2 separate regions of the Rattus norvegicus genome follow, and region 2 is linked to region 1. A link is a contact called in public Hi-C data. All regions are on one chromosome and are shown on one strand. Each heading gives the region's core, a stretch centred on a gene start, on an enhancer-like site or on the middle of the called end of the contact. The rest is flanking DNA. Distances are from core to core; before and after follow the strand shown.

Region 1 (4,986 bases), core at 1,085-3,584:
ATGTTACTTTGATGAGAAACAGTGTTTCTGGTTGAAGTATTTGATACACTTTGGCATTGTTACATGAGCCATCACAATGGTCTCTTTATGTCAATCTATGGGCCGTTATATGATATTGATAAATTCAGTATTTTCTTCTTTTCAAGGAATATAGGGTATCTCTCTGCAGGCTTTCTGTTTGCCAGTTCTACTTTTGGAAGCCTTTTGTATCCATCACCACTCTTCAGAATGGGCTTCTGTATGGAGATAGTAGGAATTATCTCTTTCTGAGACATACCAATTGAGGCAGAATTCTGGGACAGGGGCCAAGTTCTCAGCCGGCAGTGTAGAACATGAAACTGTAGCATGGCCTATAATGTTATAACTTTATTCTCCACTTAAATTAATGGAAACATTTCATAGGGTAAAGTCTTGTTTGGAAAAGGCAGCCTGGCACTTCTTCACTTAGGTATCCAAGGACCAGTTTCCAGGAACATTCACAAAATTAAGTCATGTTTTTGTCTCCATCTTGGCATCATAGTGCTCAAACGGGGGCGCTGTAGGATCATTTTCTTTCTTTCCTCCTTCAAAGTTAAGCAGATATCTAAATTTTTACGAAGAGGTATTGATAAAACGAGTCTTTAGGCAAGGCAGATCTTGGATCTAACTTCTATTACTTATTAACAGGACTTCAGGGAGAATTGTTATTCGTCTTTAAAATGAGTGAATAGGCACTTTTGATCCTGAAAACATTCTGGCAAATTGATCTTTAGATAGTGAGTGAACCAATGGGTTGAACATACACAGTGGGGGTGGGAAGGAAGACTACGACTGGACTTGTAACAGTGCACAGGTCAGAGGACAACCTGTAGGAGCCTGCTCTTTCTATCATGTAGGGCCTGGGCATCAAACTCAGATTGTTAGCCTTGGTGCCTGGCATCTTTATCTACTGAGCCATCTTCCCCACCTCCTGAGTCTCTTCATTAGGATGGATTCAGGGGGCTTCCTATGATCTCCCAGTGGCTCTGCAATGGTCTGCAGCCTCCCTGCAGGCTTATGTTGGATCTGTTCTCTTGATAGCTGTGAAGCAACAAGAAAAAAAGAAACAGTGAGAATCTGCCACTTTAAGGGCCAGGGTGGAGGTATCTGCATGTATGTGTGTCTACTGGCCATCCGTTGTCATGAGATGCCATCTGAAAGCAAGAGGACTATTGGGTATCATTCTCTCATGTGCCCAGAGGAGAAACCAAATGATTTTGTGAGCTCATAGAATTGTCTATCTGCTGGCATTTCTGCCAACGTGTTAACTGGCAATATCCTATCAGGGGATCCCTCAAAGTGTTTGCTAATCAGCTGGTATTCAAAATGGTGGCTTGTGACAGAAGCAGCTCATAGCACCCTTACCTTGACAGGGATGAAAATGCACGTGACAACCCAGGACTCTGTATTTCTCTGAGTGTAATTTGTATCTGATTCTTTCAATGAATAAAATGTAAGAAAACAGCCAGTAACACATTTGTGCTGTCCAGGACTCCTCAGAATTTGAAATCCTTTAGCATGCATGTTGACTTTCCTCTTTTCTGTCAAGGAAGGGGAATGGTTCTTAGAGTAAGCTCTTCCACGGTTGCCACCAGTAAACCTTTCCAATGGAGAATGGTTCCAGCAGTGTCTTAGTTAAGGTTTTAGTGCTGTGAACAGACACCATGACTAGGTCAATTCTTATAAGGACAACATTTAATTGAGGCTATCTTACAGTTTCAGAGGTTCAGTCCATTATCATCAAGGTAGGAGCATGGCAGTATCCAGGCAGGCATGGTGGAGGAGGGCTGAGAGTTCAACATCTTGTTCCAAAGGCCAACAGGAGAAGCTGGCTTCCAGGTAGCTAGGATGAGGGTCTTATAGCCCACACCCACAGTGACACACTTCCTTCAACAAGGCCATACCAACTCCAGAAAGGCCACTCTTACTCCAACAAGACCACACCCACTCCAACATGAATACTCCCACTCCAACGTGGCCACATCCACTCCAACAAGGCCACACCCACTCCGACAAGGCCACACCTACTCCAATAAGGCCACATCTCCAAATAGCGCCACTTCCTGGGCCAAGCATTTTCAAACCACCAACAAGCAGGGTCCATAATTTCTTGTACTTTGCCACAGTTAACTTTTCTTACCATCCAATCAAATTCATTTTGGATAGTTCTTATACAATCTGTGAAACATCTGGTCATCACCCTTCCTGGATTTATCTTGCTGCCTAGCTGTGAGACCATCTGTAAGTCTCACCTTCTTTTAACTCACCTAAAATCTTTCTGATGTTTATCAGTTTTCACACACGACTCAATATGTATTAACTGCTCCTCCCTTGTGCCTCTTTGTGTGTGATAACGACAGTTCTCTAATGATTTCCTGTCCCGGGAGTTTCCTGATGACTTTTATTTCTTACTCAAAAATAGATGTTCCTTTCCCAAGTCTTTTTCAAGAGTGTCTCTTCAGCACCATGACTACTTCTGCGATGTTTTTGTTTGTTTTATTTTGCTTTTGTTTGTGAGGTGGGGACCGGCCTGGAGCTCACACACATCTCTGCTTTTCCCCTGCTGGGATTAGAGTGTGCACCACCATGCCCCATTAGCTTTAAAAAAAAAAAAATTTTTTTTTGTTTTTGTTTTTAGAAGCAGTGTATCTCATGGTTGTGTGTTAGTGACTCAGAAGCTGCATTCTTTGCTGGGGTTGCAAAGTATGATTGCAGTATGGGTGAGGGTAATTTATTTAACATATGTAATAATGGTTTAAATTTGCACTGTTTGAAGTCTTTGGTGAATGCAAACAGCTGCTCAGTGTGTGTGTGTGTGTGTGTGTGTGTGTGTGTGTGTGTGTGTGTGTGTGTGTTTGTTTGTGAATGTGTTTTTCGAGAAAATGATTTAGGCAAATAAAATTTTCTTTAAAAATTACAAAACATTCAGTCTTCAGTGGACTTCTGTTGTCTCAAACTTATGAACCCTATTATGTCAATCAAAAACTTTTAAAGAAGTAGTTTTCTAGCAACAAGATATGAATGATAACTTGTCCTTTCTTTAGGACTCATCTGCATCCCAAAGGTAGAGCTTTCCCAAACTAAGGCTTTCCGGGAATGAGTCAGAGCCGCCTGCCTCTTCCTTCTGTGCTCGTGATTCAGATCCTCCTGTGTCAGCAGCCGCCTCACAAGGAGGACACTCAAGGTCGCACTGGGGACAGCGTTCTGAGTCTGACTTGAATTTGGAGAAAGTGACGAGTCTGGTTCCCGAGGTGTGATGAGAGAGAGGGATTGGGGCCATGCTCCCCTGTTTCGCCACCCTGCCTGACATCAGTCTCCGGCACAGGCCCCTTCCTCTGCATAGTGGGTTCCTAGGTACTCTCAGCTATCCATGTTAAACCTGTCTTTCCTGGTGGATTACTCAATCATGCATCCGAATTGAGATTTTTTCCCCCTCATTCCCCAGTTTTATCTCAGCTGGCATAATTAACAACGTCAAGTTTTAAGACTATGCTGTGACAACACTTTAACTCGCGGTGCTTTGCCGGTGGATGTAATTAAGGCAGTGTGTTTGGTATCGGTTTATTCTTAACAAGCAAAGTAGAAGCAGATGAGGTGTATTTATAGACTCATCAAACAGTGAATGGATGAAAGAGGAAAAGTAATGAATGGGGAAATGTCGGCCAGGATGGAGGAGGGACCCACTGCCAAGTTCATTTCCAGACCAACTATTTGGAATTTATTCCAAAGACAGCTGTCCCTTGATTTACAGTAGAGGGGAAATGACATTTGTAAGACTATCGTGCTTCAGAGAAGCAGGCAAAGAGTACCATACTTCATATAGACTCCTACGGTTGGGGTGGGGGCAAGCTTCAGTTTCTGTGGTCAGAACCCCACCTGGAGGAAGCCAGGAAAAATCTGGGGAAAGAAGGAACATCTTTAGGAAGCACAGGAGCTTTGCAACATGGTTCTAGCCCTTGAAAGCTGTTCTGATTTGGAGCCAAAGACCACGAGGGTGAGGGAAGGGAGTGGGTCGAAGGGAGTGAGTCATGGTGCAGATAATGGAGGGGGGAAGAGGATAGTGCAGAAGACAAAACCGTAGTATAAAATCTCAACCCGGGGAATTTGGTCTTCGGAGCAGACAAAGAAGACAAATGGATTGCAGAGCTTAAGGCACACAGATCCATCTCTCTGTTTCCCTGTGAGCCAGGCAAGCACGTTCCCTTGATTGTGAAATAAAACACAAAAGCCGTCAACTCCCATGGATGCGTCTAACATTAGACACAGGTGAGGCAGAGCAAATCTGCAATGTATTGAGCACAGTCGAGAGGCATCCTGGGCAGAGGACATACAGTCAGTCAGGGGGCGGAGTGGGGGAGTCCTGTTTTTAACCTCCCACAGCTCACAGTCTTGGGGAAAGTCTCTATGACTAATGTAAGTCCTGTGTTACACCCTGTTCATCGGGGGTGTGTGGCAGTTGTGAGGCCTCACCAGTCCTCTTGCCAAACGTAGCTACAGGAATGTTCACGAGTGGCTTTTAGCAGCCGTTTCTTGGGATTTCCATGGGCTAAGCAATCAAGAAGAGGTCTTCAAAAATTCTGATTTTAAAATATTCATTTTCTAGATGGTGAAAATGTATCAATAATAGCATCCAGGAAGTATGAACTGCAGGGGATTCATGAGGGGGATTTCTTTTGCTTGTTGTGGGCACGGTGTCCAGTGTATTCTGGTGTCCCCCCACCCCCAGAGTTTCCTTTCTCTGTGTATCTTCCATGTTTCTTTTTCTCTCTTTTGCCTAGCTATATTTTATTGATAAGTGTGAATGCTCCCTCTTGATTTAACTCTTTAAGAGGGGGCGGTATGGCCTTTACAAAGAACAGGGGAAAAAAAAGGAGGGTGGCAGGGAGGGCAGGCAAGCGTGGGGGGGGGGCAGGGAGGCAATCAATCCAACACGCCATTTGCTCTAAGCATTCAATCAGAGAGCACCTA
Region 2 (4,986 bases), core at 1,255-3,754, 180 kb after region 1:
TTCCAGTCAAAATTCAAATATCTTTTTTTTTTTACAAAAATAAACATGTTGTCTTCAAAAACGTTTTTAAGAAAGAAACTCTTGGGCGGAGGAGGGGTGGACTGGGAAGAAAATCGGAGTAGTGGGGAGAAAAATCTAAGTATCTGGGAAAGAGAAATTGAAACAGCCACGAGGTCACCAGGTATATGAACGTTTTACTTTATTGGGTGCTAGGTTGAGTAGCCAATACTCAGTCAGCAGTTAAGAAAATGCGACGATAGATTCGCCGGGAACGCTGAGCGTCTCCCCGGTGAATCATCTGCTCTTGTTTCATTCAGACTGGGTGCTTAAATGAGCCTAATTACAACTCGTGAGCGTTCTCAATGGAAGTTCTCATTCTAGAGAGCGGGGGAGGGGGATAGCGGAGGGGGGTGCTTAGAAACTTCCATTGGATATTAGCGCCAGTGGGCACTTAGAGCAAACACATCGGAAACACATTTTTCTTTGTGAACTCGGCCTTAACTCAAAGGTAAAAACTCCCAGCCACCTCCGGATCCCATTGCGTTTTCCTTTAGACTTTGGGGGAGGGGGTACGATTAGTAGAATTCAGAAAACCTGGGTGGCTGGTGGGGAGCAAGGGGGTAGAGCGGAGACTTCCTGGGAGGTGTAAAACAGGATCCAAATGCACTGTAAAGTGTCGCTAAGGGCAGAGCGGGAAAACTCGGAGGCCTCTAGATTAGTTTGTTTCCTTTGATGTTTTCCAAAAGGTACACTCCTCATTTTCCTAAAACACACCAGCAAACATTCTTCGATTTCCCACCTAGCGCTTTGGGGGCAATTTGGGACTTTAGGATTATTTTCTAATCCGCTCGAGGGAGGCGATTTAAAGCAAAATTAGAAATGAGATTTTTTTTTTTTAAGGCCGGGAAGGGAGTTTAACTGTTCTCAATAGACGCGTCCCTAGGCTTGGAAATTACTACGGACGCCCCAACCCCCGCCCGCCCGCCCGCCCGCCCCCGGCCCTGAGCGCAACGCACAGCTCTGCAATAGCCGGCTGCACGCTTAATTAGTTGCATCCGCAGACAAAACCCTCCATTCCGCGGGGTCCTGGGTGCCCCTCGACCATCCCTTCCCAGCCCCCAGCCACTCGCCAAGGAGGACGCTAAAACTTAGGCTGCTCAGAGGCGCGGGATCAAGGAGCCAACGGGGGACCCGGCTCCTGGCGGGAAGCGACCCTAGCTACTGTGCACTCTCCTTCCAAAGCTCCCTGGGCGAAGCGCGTTTCCCGGGCCCGCGGGGGCCTGGGATCCCCCGGGCTCCCCTTCCCCGCCAGCCCGGAAGGCTTCAGCAGCTCGGCGGGCTTTTAAAGATCCCGAGGAGCAACCGGAGGGCAGTAGGCTCCGCACGCGTTCTTTGTCGGGAGGGCGCGAGCCTTGGGCCATGGAGTGTGGGGAGGGCACCGAGGAGACAGCCGAGGCGCACCAGCCTCCTGCGGAACGGCGGCCCCGAGAAGCTGGAGGAAGCCGCGGGACTCAGAGCCTCCGACTCGCCGCGTCCTGACCCTCCTGAACGCCCCAGTCGCCCGGTCGCCAAAAGCGGCTGACAAAGCGACGCTTTTAATCCGTGGGACCCCAGAGGCTCGTTGTCCCCCCAGCCACGCCGCGCCGCTCCAGGACTGCTCACAATAGCGAAAGTCCCGGTCCACGCCTCGCGCGACCCTACCTCCCGCCCGGTGGCTGCAGCGAGCCGCGGGACCCCCAGCTCCTGGAGCCTTGGGGCGCGGGGACAAGGGAAGACTGCGCGGGGACATGGGAAGACTGCTCTGCTCACTCGCCAGGGGGACTCAGTCTCCCGCCCACCTACACCCGGGTGGCGGGCGGGCTAGCTTGCGCCGCCGTGGCCGCTGCGCTCCCGCGCTCCGGTCGCCCGGCGTGTCGCGGGGCCCCGGGGCAGAGGCGTCGCGGGTGGGCTGAGTGGCCCCTCCGCGCCGGCGTACTGACTTGCGGCTGCTTCCTGGGTCGGCCGCGTCCTCGCTTCTGTGGCGCCGGGGTGGCAGGTTGTCCCTGGGCTGATGTGGACGGCTGCCCGGCGCCCTCACCGCGTGCGCTCATCCTGCCTCCCGCCGCCGCTACCGCTGCCTCCGCCGGTACCGCCGCTGCAGCCGCTCGGCCTCCGCTGCCTCGGATCCGCCCAACACCTTTCGGGAGACGGGATGGAGAGAGCTGGAGAGGGCAGGGGCGGCGAGAGCGGGCGAGCTGGCGCGCGCTGGGGGCTGCTGCTGCTTAGGCTGCCGCCGCTGCCACCACCAACACCGGACGTCCAGCAGCTGCCAAAAAGAGAGAGGGGAGGGAGGAAGAGTGGAGGAGGAGGAGAGGAGGAGGAAAGGAGGAGGAAAGGAGGAGGCGCTGCGGGCGGTGGGTGGCGGAGGTGGAGGTGGAGGTGGAGGTAGCGAGAGGAGGCGGGAAGCGAGGGAGAGGGAGAGTTGGAGGTGGAGAGGGTTCCTCTCTCCGCTACGGCTCGGGAGTTGTGGGTACTGGGACGCTCGGCAGCGGCTTGGAATGGGAAGAGACTTGGAGTGAATTGTGTCCCTTGAAATGTTAGGCGGGGAAAGAATTCCTCCTCCTCTCCCCCACCCCAGAGGGAGAGAGGGAGAGGGAGGGAGAGAAGAAAGGAGGGGGGAGGGAGACAGAGACACGGAGAGACACAGGGAGAGGGACAGAGACAGAAAAACACAGAGAGAAGACAGACGGGGAGACAGAGACAAAGAGACAGAACGAGACAGAAACAGAGACTGTGCGGTCAGAAAGCAAGGAGAGAGTGGGAAGGTTCTGCCGGGATCCAGTGGGGCACTCAGCTCTACTCCAGCAAGGAACAGAGCAGTGGGTGGCACCGCGCCTCCTCGGGTGGCGGGGTCAGGCGGCGGCGGCGGCCCTGCCGAGACGCAGAGGGACAAGCTGCTGGCCTCTGCGTTCTGCACCCGGAGCGCCCAGCCCGGGATGCAAGTTTTCTGAGTTACTGCCCCGGATCCAAGGGGGATGAGTGTGTGCGTGTGCTCGCGCGCGGGTGTGTGTGTATGTGTGTGAGTGTGTGTACGCGCGCTTGCACTTGCGGAGGAGGTGGCGGGAGTGGGGAGTGCCCACCTCTGATCGTGGGTGGATAAAGGGGAGGGGGCTGCAGGAGAAGCAAGGGGAGGGGGCAGGCCAGGCCAGGCGGACCGCCGAGCCGAGGCGCCTGGCCGCCGGCCAGAGGCAACGTTCGAAACACAACTGCCTGGGCAGCGGCGGAGGCGGCGGAGGCGCCCGGGTGCCACCCGGAGCCCTGGCTCACATGCTCCCGCCTGCAGTGGGGTTAAAGAGACAGGGCTTAGACTCGCCGCCGGAGGCCACCCCTGGGCGGTTGTCCTAGGAAGGAAAGAGAAAATGACCATCTCAGAGTTACCCTAGGAAGCTTGGCCTCTACCTGCGCTTCCACCGAGCCGTGCCCGAAGTTTCCAGAAGCATTCAGGGTCAATCGCCGCTGTCTAGTATTTCAGCCCCGGGGAATGGGTGGCCAAGGAGTCGGAGCGCCACCCCACCCCCCATCCCCGACTCTGCTCCACTGAGAAGAGCCCTCACCCCAGAGCGCACGGGCCGGCGCACAAACACAGCGTGCACGAAGATACACGCGCCCACGGGTGTGACCGCAGACATGCTTGCACGCAGATGCACGTGTGCGCGCACACACACTTCACTGGTAAACACGCACGAAAACTCCTGCCCATCCACACTTCCAGGCACACGATGGTGCCAGCAATTACATTCTCAATAAATGCACACATTTGCACACCGTACACAGGAACATCGAGCGTGCCAGCTTCTTCGTGGAGCTTTTTTCCCCTCCGGGACTGACTACTGGAGCAGACGCTGTGCACCCATGTTCGAACGCCTATAGAGTATAAAAAATATTACAGATTCCTTACCCCTCCTCCGCACCAATTGCCTAGCTCTTCCTGAAGTTTACCTTTATTTTAACCCTCTCCCTCAGAATTCCTTTCTGCCAAATCCTAATTTTATAGTCTGGGCTGTTTCTAAGTTATGCGAGCACCATCGTGACCACAGTCGGATTTTGAAAGTCGTAGAACGTTCTAAAATGTACCTCTTTTTCATCCTTGAATAACACAAAACTGAAAGGGGAAGAAAAGGAAAATCTTAGGGTCAGATTTTCACACATCACACCCAAAATTGTGTTGGACTGACTCCAAAATAAAAATGTTCACTCGGTGAAGAATTTTTTTTCTTACAAAGATATAGACCACCCTGGAATAAAAACGCCTTCTTTACAGCCCTAAACCCAGGATCTAGTCTCTGCTAGGTTCCGCTGTACTTGAGGCACGTATAAATGTCGGCTTGGGCGCGACCGTGCTGATTGGTCAACGTTGCCGTTTTAAATCCCTTTCCAGCTGCCCTCTGCAGAGTTGGGACACTTCACATTGAGTGCTCTGCAGGAACCCAGGGCTGGCGTTGAGTCTGGGAACGCTTAGCTCTGATGGAGAGGAAGAGCCCCCCATACCTCCAGATGGAGCCCAGCAACTGAATGACGAGGGAGGGGTCTAACAGGAACCCAAGGTTTTGTCAGGGCTTGGGTGAAAGATGGTATCTTCATCAAAGGGGCTGAAATTTCACCTTCTCACGAGTGCACTGACATTTCCTAGCCGAGGAGTTTGCACGTTTCCTCTGTGTGTGTGTGTGTGTGTGTGTGTGTGTGTGTGTGTGTGTGTGATTGCACTTACTTTTTGATGCGTGCATTTTACATACATGCATAATATAGGCTTCTGTTTTGATTTTTGTTTGGTTACGATTTGCCAGAAGGACAGGCAAAGTTTTAGGGGATGGATTTAAGCAACAGTCACCCAGGATTTCAGTCAGCTAATTTTATGCTGAGAATCACATTATCTCCCTGGATCTTTGTTTGTTTGTTTGTTTAAAGCACAAATGCTAGCAAGAGATTCCCACCCCGGGTGGGGTGAGA

Evidence for each region. A called contact is a pair of places that touch in the nucleus more often than the background predicts.
Region 2: a Hi-C map of Schwann cells shows a contact between it and region 1, with 8 times the contacts expected there. The contact joins the promoter of Hmga2 here to the enhancer-like site in region 1. A contact is called at or near these places in 3 of 12 Hi-C or Micro-C datasets (the A7r5 cell line, the Rat2 cell line and Schwann cells).

The regions. Positions count from the first base shown.
Region 1 is chr7:57,701,862-57,706,847 of GRCr8, forward strand. No RefSeq gene overlaps it. Among named protein-coding and RNA genes, the nearest start is that of Llph, 82 kb to the left of the region's middle. Within about 2 kb of position 2,335, at least 1 of the 93 cell types and tissues checked has an H3K27ac peak or open chromatin away from gene starts, as enhancers often do.
Region 2 is chr7:57,877,837-57,882,822 of GRCr8, forward strand. Hmga2 (high mobility group AT-hook 2) reads right to left here and starts at 2,505. Exons shown (of 5, transcript NM_032070.2): 1 at 1,980-2,505. The coding sequence starts at 2,090.